3 separate regions of the Mus musculus genome follow, and all the other regions are linked to region 2. The links are chromatin contacts, called in public ChIA-PET and promoter capture Hi-C maps. All regions are on one chromosome and are shown on one strand. The core of a region is the stretch at or near the end of the contact, and the rest is flanking DNA. Distances in the headings are between cores, read along the strand shown. Region 1 holds the start of Ddx49 (DEAD box helicase 49). Region 2 holds the start of Kcnn1 (potassium intermediate/small conductance calcium-activated channel, subfamily N, member 1). Region 3 holds the start of Nr2f6 (nuclear receptor subfamily 2, group F, member 6).

Evidence for each region. Promoter capture Hi-C pulls out the DNA fragments that hold promoters and counts their contacts. ChIA-PET counts read pairs in DNA pulled down with a chosen protein or histone mark.
Region 1: an RNA polymerase II ChIA-PET map of memory CD8 T cells shows a contact between it and region 2, with 10 read pairs. The contact joins the promoter of Ddx49 here to the promoter of Kcnn1 in region 2. A contact is called at or near these places in 1 of 39 promoter capture datasets (pre-B cells), 1 of 484 Hi-C or Micro-C datasets (embryonic stem cells) and 1 of 115 datasets of contacts at active chromatin or transcription factors (memory CD8 T cells).
Region 3: a contact with region 2 is called in a promoter capture Hi-C map of embryonic stem cells, with 8 read pairs. The contact joins the promoter of Nr2f6 here to the promoter of Kcnn1 in region 2. A contact is called at or near these places in 14 of 39 promoter capture datasets (the C10 cell line, cranial neural crest, embryonic stem cells and 9 more), 1 of 484 Hi-C or Micro-C datasets (embryonic stem cells), 20 of 115 datasets of contacts at active chromatin or transcription factors (the 230-238 cell line, bone marrow-derived macrophages, craniofacial prominence and 15 more) and 4 of 9 other capture datasets (adipose tissue, liver, macrophages and 1 more).

Annotation. Positions count from the first base shown.
Region 1 is chr8:70,301,015-70,303,714 of GRCm38.p6, forward strand. It overlaps Ddx49 (DEAD box helicase 49), which reads right to left and starts at 1,438. Exons shown (of 13, transcript NM_001024922.2): 1 at 1,309-1,438; 2 at 1-88. The coding sequence starts at 1,423. Cope (coatomer protein complex, subunit epsilon) reads left to right here and starts at 1,753. Exons shown (of 10, transcript NM_021538.2): 1 at 1,753-1,918. The coding sequence starts at 1,793.
Region 2 is chr8:70,855,563-70,858,262 of GRCm38.p6, forward strand. It overlaps Kcnn1 (potassium intermediate/small conductance calcium-activated channel, subfamily N, member 1), which reads right to left and starts at 1,446. Exons shown (of 10, transcript NM_032397.3): 1 at 1,370-1,446.
Region 3 is chr8:71,380,542-71,383,241 of GRCm38.p6, forward strand. Nr2f6 (nuclear receptor subfamily 2, group F, member 6) reads right to left here and starts at 1,411. Exons shown (of 4, transcript NM_010150.2): 1 at 450-1,411. The coding sequence starts at 730.

The DNA.
Region 1 (2,700 bases), core at 188-2,687, 550 kb before region 2:
GGGTCCTCAGACAGCTTCTGCAAGATGGGAAGCACAAAGGCTGCTGTCTTGCCACTTCCTGTTTTTGCACAGCCCAAGCAGTCCCGACCTAGGCAGATGGCAAAGCAGCATCAGTGTGGAGCAAGGGCCATGATTGGTCCCTTGGGCATTCCCTCATTATTGTAAGAAATAGATGGGTATGGTCTGCTTTTAGTACGAGGTGAGCTTACAGTTCACTAGAGCTACAGATGAGTTGGAGGCACTGGGTCCTTCTCTCCCCTAGTTAGTCTAAGACTCGGAGAGTTACAGGTGCTCTGCTATGTGACTGAGCCCATGATTAGAAAGGAAGGGCAGCCAGGCAGTAGTGGCGCACACCTTTAATTTCAGCACTTGGGAGGCAGAGGCAGGCAGATTTCTGAGTTCAAGGCCAGCCTGTTCTACAGAGTGAGTTCCAGGACAGCCAGGGCTATACAGAGAAACCCTGTCTCAAAAAAACAAAAAAACAAGGGAAAAAAAAAAGAAAGAAAAGAGAATAGAAGAGAGGCAGCCTCAAGACCCAAACTATTCATTAGAGAAGACTTGGGGCCCCAATGGACCAATGGGATGGGGAATTTGGGGAGGGGAAAAGCCCTGCAGGTCTATGGAAGAAAAGGTCAGGAATTTCCCATATTTGGGGAAAGGCTTCAAAAACTTGCTTGAAATCACCACACCAGCTATTTTTGCCTTTTCTCTATGCTGGTACCCCTTTCTCCAGAATTGAATATTTAAAACTGTTTCATTTCCACTAGTCCCTTGAACGTGTTATTATCTAATTTCCAACAATTATTATAATTGCTTGTTTGAAACAAATTTTCAGGTAGCCCAGGCTGGTCTGCAACTTGCTACCAAACTGAGGATCACCTTGAACTCCTGATCCTCTTGCTTCCACCTGCTCAGTATTGAGATGACTGAGAGTCACCACGTCCGGCTCCAAGGACGCCTCTTTAATGGCAAAAGTGAACTGGGTCGAAGAGCACTGACACAAACACGGAGCATTGGTTTTTACCTGGAGTTTGACGGCTTCTACGTCAAAGCCAGCTCTACCCTTTTTTTTTTTCAGTGCCATGTTTTAGTCATTCACCGATCTCTCCCTATGCTCGGGTGCTACGAAAACTTAAGAGGTGCCACCCATCACCTGTGTGATAATGAACACGAGTCGGTCGCAGCGTAAATGTCAATGCTGCGGGTCAGGGTCCCCGAAACACTCAATGCTGTCCTGATTCCTGGAACCCAAGTGGGGCTAAGGAAGAGCGGGCAAAGAAAGGCATTAAAAGAAAGGCGAGAACTCACCTTCCAGGATGGCCGGAATGCACCCGAGCTGCACCGGCGTGGGCTGCTTCAACCCCAGCTGTCGACACTGTTCTACCAGCCACGACGACAACCCGATCTCAGCGAACCCCGCCATGCTCCAGACCCGGGCAGAGAACCTAGAAATGAGTGCTTCCGGCGCGTGAATGCTACGTCACGTCCACCCCGGCGCAGTCCGGCCTGGAAAAGTTGTGAGAGGACGTTGGCGGAGGAATGTGACGTCACGGAGAGACCCTCTCCAGATCCTTCAACCAATCCGAGCTTTGACCGCTTTTCAGTGTTTTGGTTCTGAAGGCCTTGTGTTTGTTGACGGAATCCGAACTATAGTTCTCGGGAGGCTTTGCAAGGTTTCTTTTTCATCGCCTCTGATTTGTCCCATAGAACTACGTTTCCCAGAGTTCCTGACGACGGGGACCTGCTTCCGGCCTACGTGTCCCAGAAGAAGGTTGGTTAGAGGTGCGGTGACATGGCTCCTCCGGTTCCTGGCGCGGTCTCTGGCGGCTCCGGAGAGGTAGATGAGCTGTTCGACGTGAAGAACGCTTTCTACATCGGCAGCTACCAGCAGTGCATCAACGAGGCTCAGCGCGTGAAGGTGGGCAGCGTGCGGAGCAGCTTCCGGCGCGCTCTGAGGTTCTGGTCCGAGGACTCGGTTTCTCTTATAATTAGGGATGGTTTTCAATTTACTCTGTAACCGAGGCTAACCTTGAGGTCCTGCGCCTCCAGTCTTCACCCCTCCAGTGCTAGGATGACAGGTGTGCACCCCTGTGCCAAGCTTCCAACTTTCTGGTGGTTGATTGACAGGGGCTCACTTTATAGCCCAGGCTGACCTGAAGTCAGGGTAATGGTGAGGTGACAGGTGTGCGCCACTAGCTCCATCATAAAACCTCTTACTGTTTCGTTTTTAAACCCCCCCCGCCCCCCTTTTTTAAGTGTCTAAAGTCAGGCATCATGGTGCACGCCTTCTATTCCAGCACTTGGGAGGCTGATCTCTGTAAGTTTAGGGTCAGCCTGATCTTCATAAGCAGTTCTAGGTCAGTTCGGGTAATACTGTAATCTGTCTTAATAATAGTCCTAAACCGGAGGTAGCTTGGTGTGCCTTAAATCCCAGCACCCAGAGGCAGAGGCAGTCAAGTCTCTGAGTTTTGGACCACTCTGATCTACATAGCGACTTCCAGGACAGCCAGGGTGCTACAGAAAAACCCCGTCTTGAACTGTACCCTCCTCGCCTCCCCCACTCCCCCCAAAAGGGAAGTTTGGTTATAAAAGAAGACAGTCTCCTTTAGCCCAGGCTGGCCTCAGACTCCCCATGTTGCTGAAGAGCACTGAATTCCTGATGGCCATGCCTGCTCTCTGGAGTGCTGGGATCATAGTGTG
Region 2 (2,700 bases), core at 196-2,695:
CAGTGTCTACCGACCCCTGCTCAAAGTCTGCTTCAGTTCCCCAGCGCCTAACCTCCCAGACACCAGCATGCCCTGCAATCATCCTGGCCCATGAGCACCCCCTGCCCCTCAAGCTACCAACAGCAGGTGACAAGGTGGCCTGGGTGCCTGCAAGACACACAGGTGAAGAGGCAATATGGGGCTGTGACTCAGCTGTCTGACACATATGCCAAGCCTAGGTGCTGCCATGTTGTTCCCTGAGACAGCCTCTTCCTGGGCAGGCTGGCTGGCACAGGACAGATGCAGAGCAGGCAGGGCTCAGTGACCAGTCCTGGGCTGGCTGTGTTTTGAGCCTCCAGTTAAAAGGACTGTCTGTTGCCCCAGGCACAAGGGGGATACCTCTTCTGGTTTTAAAAAGAAGAGCAAAGCTGAGGGAGGTTGGGTGGCCCCTGGATCCTCTGCCAGCACCGAGTCAGACACAGACTAAGGGACACAGCCTGGCGGTGGCTGAGGGCAGGACCTTGACAGGGAACCAGGCTGGCTCTGCCCGAGTGGCTGTGAGCTGAGGACAGAGCTGCTTTCTGTCATGGAGCCTGGGGTACCAGCTCAGTCCGTTTTCTCTTGTCTTCTGTAATTTTATTTATTTACTTTAGAGACAGGCTCTCAATCTATAGTGCAGGTTGGCACTGTGGCAAACCCCAGGTGCTGGGATGGCAGGTGTAAGTCGCCATGCTAGGACTGGTGATACATACCTATCAAGAGGTGCTAAACAGCAAGGCTAGCCTGGCCTTTGAGGCCAACTAGGGCTACCTGAGAACCTGTCTCAAAATAAAATAAAATCGGATCAATAGGTGTCCCTTGCTGTGAGTCTCAAGGAGGCACCCACCTCCCACAACTCTTGTAGGAACCACAGTGATAACGGCTCATGACAGAAACTCCCAAGACACTAGACCTGTGTCAGGTGGCCTCCCCAGCAGCTGGTGGGGAAATGGAGTTGAGGAAGGGTGCCAGAGCTCTTCTCACCAGGCTCACTGACTCCTCAGGGTGCCCGGCTCTGCTTGCCCTTTGCACACCGGCTACCAGGGAGCTTACAAGGCCAGTCTGGCAGCCCAGGTGCTGTCACTGAGCACCTTGACCTCAGTTTAGGGTGGCCGAAGAGTGCTCATGTCACTGGCCGTATCACATCCATCCTTGTGCATGGACTTTATGGACTCAGCGTCTCCCACTCGCAATCTTCCCTCACCGGGGGACACGCGCACCCTCTCTTCTGTGTCCCTGACCCCTGACCGCGTGGCAACACCATCCCCAGCGTCGTCCCTAGTCGCATAGCCCAGGGACCCGCTATTACTGCCCCCCCAGCCCCCTCACCCCCGCTTCCTCTCGCCAATACCTGCGGGCGGGGACCTGGACCCTCGTGCCAGCGCGTCCCCGCCGAGACCGGCCAGGGAGGGGGAGCAGCGCCGCCCCGTATGAGCGGCGCCTTGGATTGGCTGAGTGCACCAGGCCCCACCCCCATGACCCCGCAGGCTCCGCCCATGCTTAAAGCTCCCTCCTGGGCACTGGGCAAGAATAAGAACCCCGGTGATGGGCATCTGTGCACAGGCAGCTGGCTATTGCAGGTGATCCTGCACACCTGGACCTCATCTCTGGGGACAGACAAGCCCGCTCACCTCAGGGACCCCGATCTTAAACCCTATTAGCCTTGCGGGCAGAAAGAGCTCCAGGCAGCTGCAATCATCAGGGCTGGGGAGACCCCCGAACCTGCTCTGCCCCCATCATTCAAGCCAAACTTACAGAGCTCACTCATGAAAGTTTTTGTTTTGAATCAAGGTCTCACATAACCTAGTCTGGCGTCAAACTCACTGTGAAGTACAGGCTGCGCTAGAACTTACCAGGGAGTCCAGGTTAGCCTTGAGTGGCCTTGAAGTTCTGTTCCTTCTCCCTTCACCTCCTGAGCGCTGGGACAGTTTTGGGCCCCCCTTTCCAGCTCATGCAACATTTTTTGTGGTCTTGGGTTTTGTTTGTTTGTTTTGATAGCTCTGTAGCCAAAGCTGATCTTGAATTTACTCACTGAAATCCTCCTCTCAGCCTACTTCCTAAGGTGCTGGAGTTTCAGGTGTCTTCTAAGACATCCCAGAGACCAAGGAGTCTAGTCTCCGCCCCTTCAGTCACGTGATTACTGACAAGCTGGGGAGCTGAGGTTTGCCTGCAGCCGAGCGATGAGTGTGTGTATCCCCTCCCTAATCCCCTCCCCACCCCCACCCCAGCCACCCAGCTCCTGCTTCTTCCTGGCCCAATGTCTTTGCAGTTTAGAGGGCCTCAGGAAGGACTGAGGGGCAGATGTGTGGCCAGCAAGTGGCCTGGGAGCAGTGACAGCACTGAGCCCCAGCAGAGCCACCAACAGAGTGACAGTCCAGGTGTTGGGGACCACATCTGCACTATCCACATAGGTGGAGCCAGATGGAACCAGCCTGGGGTGATAGATGTAAGCAGGTTCCAGGAGACACCACAGAGGGACAGGCCAAGAGCACCAGGTTCTGCCTCCAGCCCCTAAACCTTCTGCATGTGGCCACCTCAGCCTGTGGCTGTGGGCCTTCCCTGCCTACCCCCTACCCAGGAATTGTTTTGCTTTTTGTTTTAGAAAGGGTTTCATATCTGTGAGGCTCAGACTTACTATAGAGCTGAGGATGGCCTGGAACTGGCCATCTTGCCTCTACCTCT
Region 3 (2,700 bases), core at 161-2,660, 520 kb after region 2:
GTCTCTCCAGCTACCCATGCAAGGGCGACTTTGGAAGTGATATTTGACCCAAGGGCGCGCCGGATCGATCCGCGCGGCCGCAGACAATGGCCCCTGGACGCCGCCAGCCCCGCGGTGCGACTTGCACCTCTGATTCCCGCGAGGCACCACGCGTGACGGGCCCCCACGAGAAAGGGGGCACTGGGGGCTGGAAAGAGGGTCCTCACTCCTGACAGCACTCCCGAGCCCTCCCTGTCTAGCAGAACCAGCTCTCTCCAGAGCAGGAGGACAAGAGCAAAGACCACCTGCGCGGGGGAGGAGAGGGGGAGCACCTGCACGCATGTATCACCAACTCCACTAGGGCCGAACCCGTGGTCTGGGGCAGGAATGCGGGTGTGGGGAAGGTCAGCGCCAGGCCCAAGGTGACCGAGCAGGTCCGGGCCAGCTCGGTGGCCGCGCGTGGGGCTCACCGGCAGGTGTAGCTGAGATTGCGGCGGATGCTGCGCTTGAAGAAACTCTTGCAGCCCTCGCAGGTGAACACGCCGTAATGCTTTCCACTGGACTTGTCCCCGCACACCACGCAGTCCACCTGCAACCCCGGACGCTCCTCGTCGCCCGGCTCCGCGTCGCTGGTCGCCCCGGGAGGTGACGCCGAATCGTCCTCGGTCGCGCGTGGGTAGCTCCCACCAGCCTTGTCCACGCCGTTCGTGTCGCCTCCGGGGTCGCCCCAGCCACCGGTCACCATGGCCATAGCCCCGGAGACAGCGGGGCCGGTACGCCCCGGGACGAGTCCGTCCCCTCTGGGCACGCCTGGCGACCCGAGAGGGACCCGGCTACCCCGGGCGCATGCAGCCCGCGCTCTCGGGGGGCTCCGGTCGCACACCCCCCTGAAAAAAGTTTTGCGGCAACTTCCTGCGGCCGGTCCGCGCGCCAGGCAGGAACTGGTCGGGCCGGTTCCAGGCCAACTTTCCCACGCGTGCCCGCGGTCGACGGGGGCGCGCTAGAGGCGCGAGTCTGGGGCGCCCAGGTCCCGTGGTCCGGAGTCCTGGGGACCCGGTAGCGTCGCGGGGGCCATGGCCCGGCCCCGCCGCCCAGGCCAACTTAGTGGCTCACCATCCGAGCGCGCGCGGGCGCCCCCGAGCCCGGGGGGAAACTTTGGCCGCAAGTTACGCGGCGAGGGGGGAGGGGCGGCGGGAGCGCGCGTCGGAGACCCGGAGTCCCGCACGCCGCGCGCGCCCGGCCGTAATCGCAGAGGTCCAGGCGATAGAGCTGAGTGGAGAGTGCGACCCGCGGCCTTCCCTGGATCGTCTCCCCGCCGAGCGCTCGCGCGGCCGGCCTCGGCCTGCGCCTGGGCCCGAGCCTCGGCCTCGCCCTGGCGCTCGCCGCCGGCCCCGCGCTGCGGCCGGCCTGACACCCGCGTTCCATCGGCGCCGGCGGGGGCGGGGCGGGGGCGCGCGGCGCGGCCGGGGGCGGGCGCTCGTTGCCCCGGCGACGGCCGCCCTTATAAGGGCATGGGGTAGCCGCGCGCCGCCCGGAGCCGTGGGCCGGCGAGAGGGCGGGGCGGGGCGCGCAGCTGACCCTCCCCCACGCGGCCGCGCAGCCTTAACCCCTGCGAGTCCTGTCGGGGCATCGGGGAGCTCCGCGCGGCTCCCGGCAGCCGCGCCCCCCGGGGACATCTGCAGGGGGCACGCCCCCGCCGCTCAGGCGCGCGCCCCGCTTTGCTCTGCGCGGCTGCCAGCTGGAGCGGCCCCCTCCTCCCCAAAGTCTCCGCGGCCCGCCCCCGCCTCCGCCTCCGCCTCGCGCTCCGCTCCGGTGAACACCTGGTGTCCGGAGTCTGGGGGTGGGCGTCCGCGCTGTTAGGTCAAGGGGTCCCCCTCTCTCCTTTCAGGCTTCAAGGGTGGGAGAGGCTGGGCGTCAGTCGCCTCTCCGGCCGGAAGGCGTGCCAGTCCCGGGCTGTTGTCCGGGTCTCTCTTCATTTCCTTTCCTTTTTTTTTTTTTCTTCTTCTTCACAGAAAGGGTTTGGCCTGGTGACCGGCTGGGCCACAGATGTCTAGCCCCCCTCCCGTCCAGCCCCCCACGCCTAGAGCCTCCCAGCTGCCGCCACGCCCCTGCCCCCTCCAATTCTACTGGAGCAAGCATTTATTAAGCACCCTTTGTATGCAGGACCCCCCAGGGCACGGATTTATTAAGCTCCCTTCACATTTGAGGCCTAGATGGGATTGAGGCCTGACTCTAGGTCTGTTAACGTTTAACAGAGGGAAAAGTCCCTCTTGGGGTGACCTTTCACCCCTGAGTCAGAGTTCTGACGGCCAGGCCTGTTCTGCCTCCTATGCAGGCCTGGGTCCAGTATAGACACACCAGAGAACGCGGCCAACCTGGACAAGGTGCCCTCCCTTCTGTGCCTTGTGAAAATCATCCCACAAGATGAGCCCTCACATAAGGGGACTTAAAGGAACTGAGGTTCAGGTTTCCGCTAGCCATGTACACCCAGCCCTGTGCTGTTGGGTACCTAGAAGAATCCACCTGGATACCTTGTGAAAATACAAATACAGAAATCAGGAAGAACTAGAATCAGACTGGAGCAAGGACTTCCCAGGAATCTGATTAGAATCGACCCTGCTTTAGTGGTGACAAATCCTGGGTGACCCAGAAGATAAATCAGTTTAGGAGTCATAGTTGGTTGTTTGGGATGAGAACAGTCCTAGATTGGACTATTCTCGA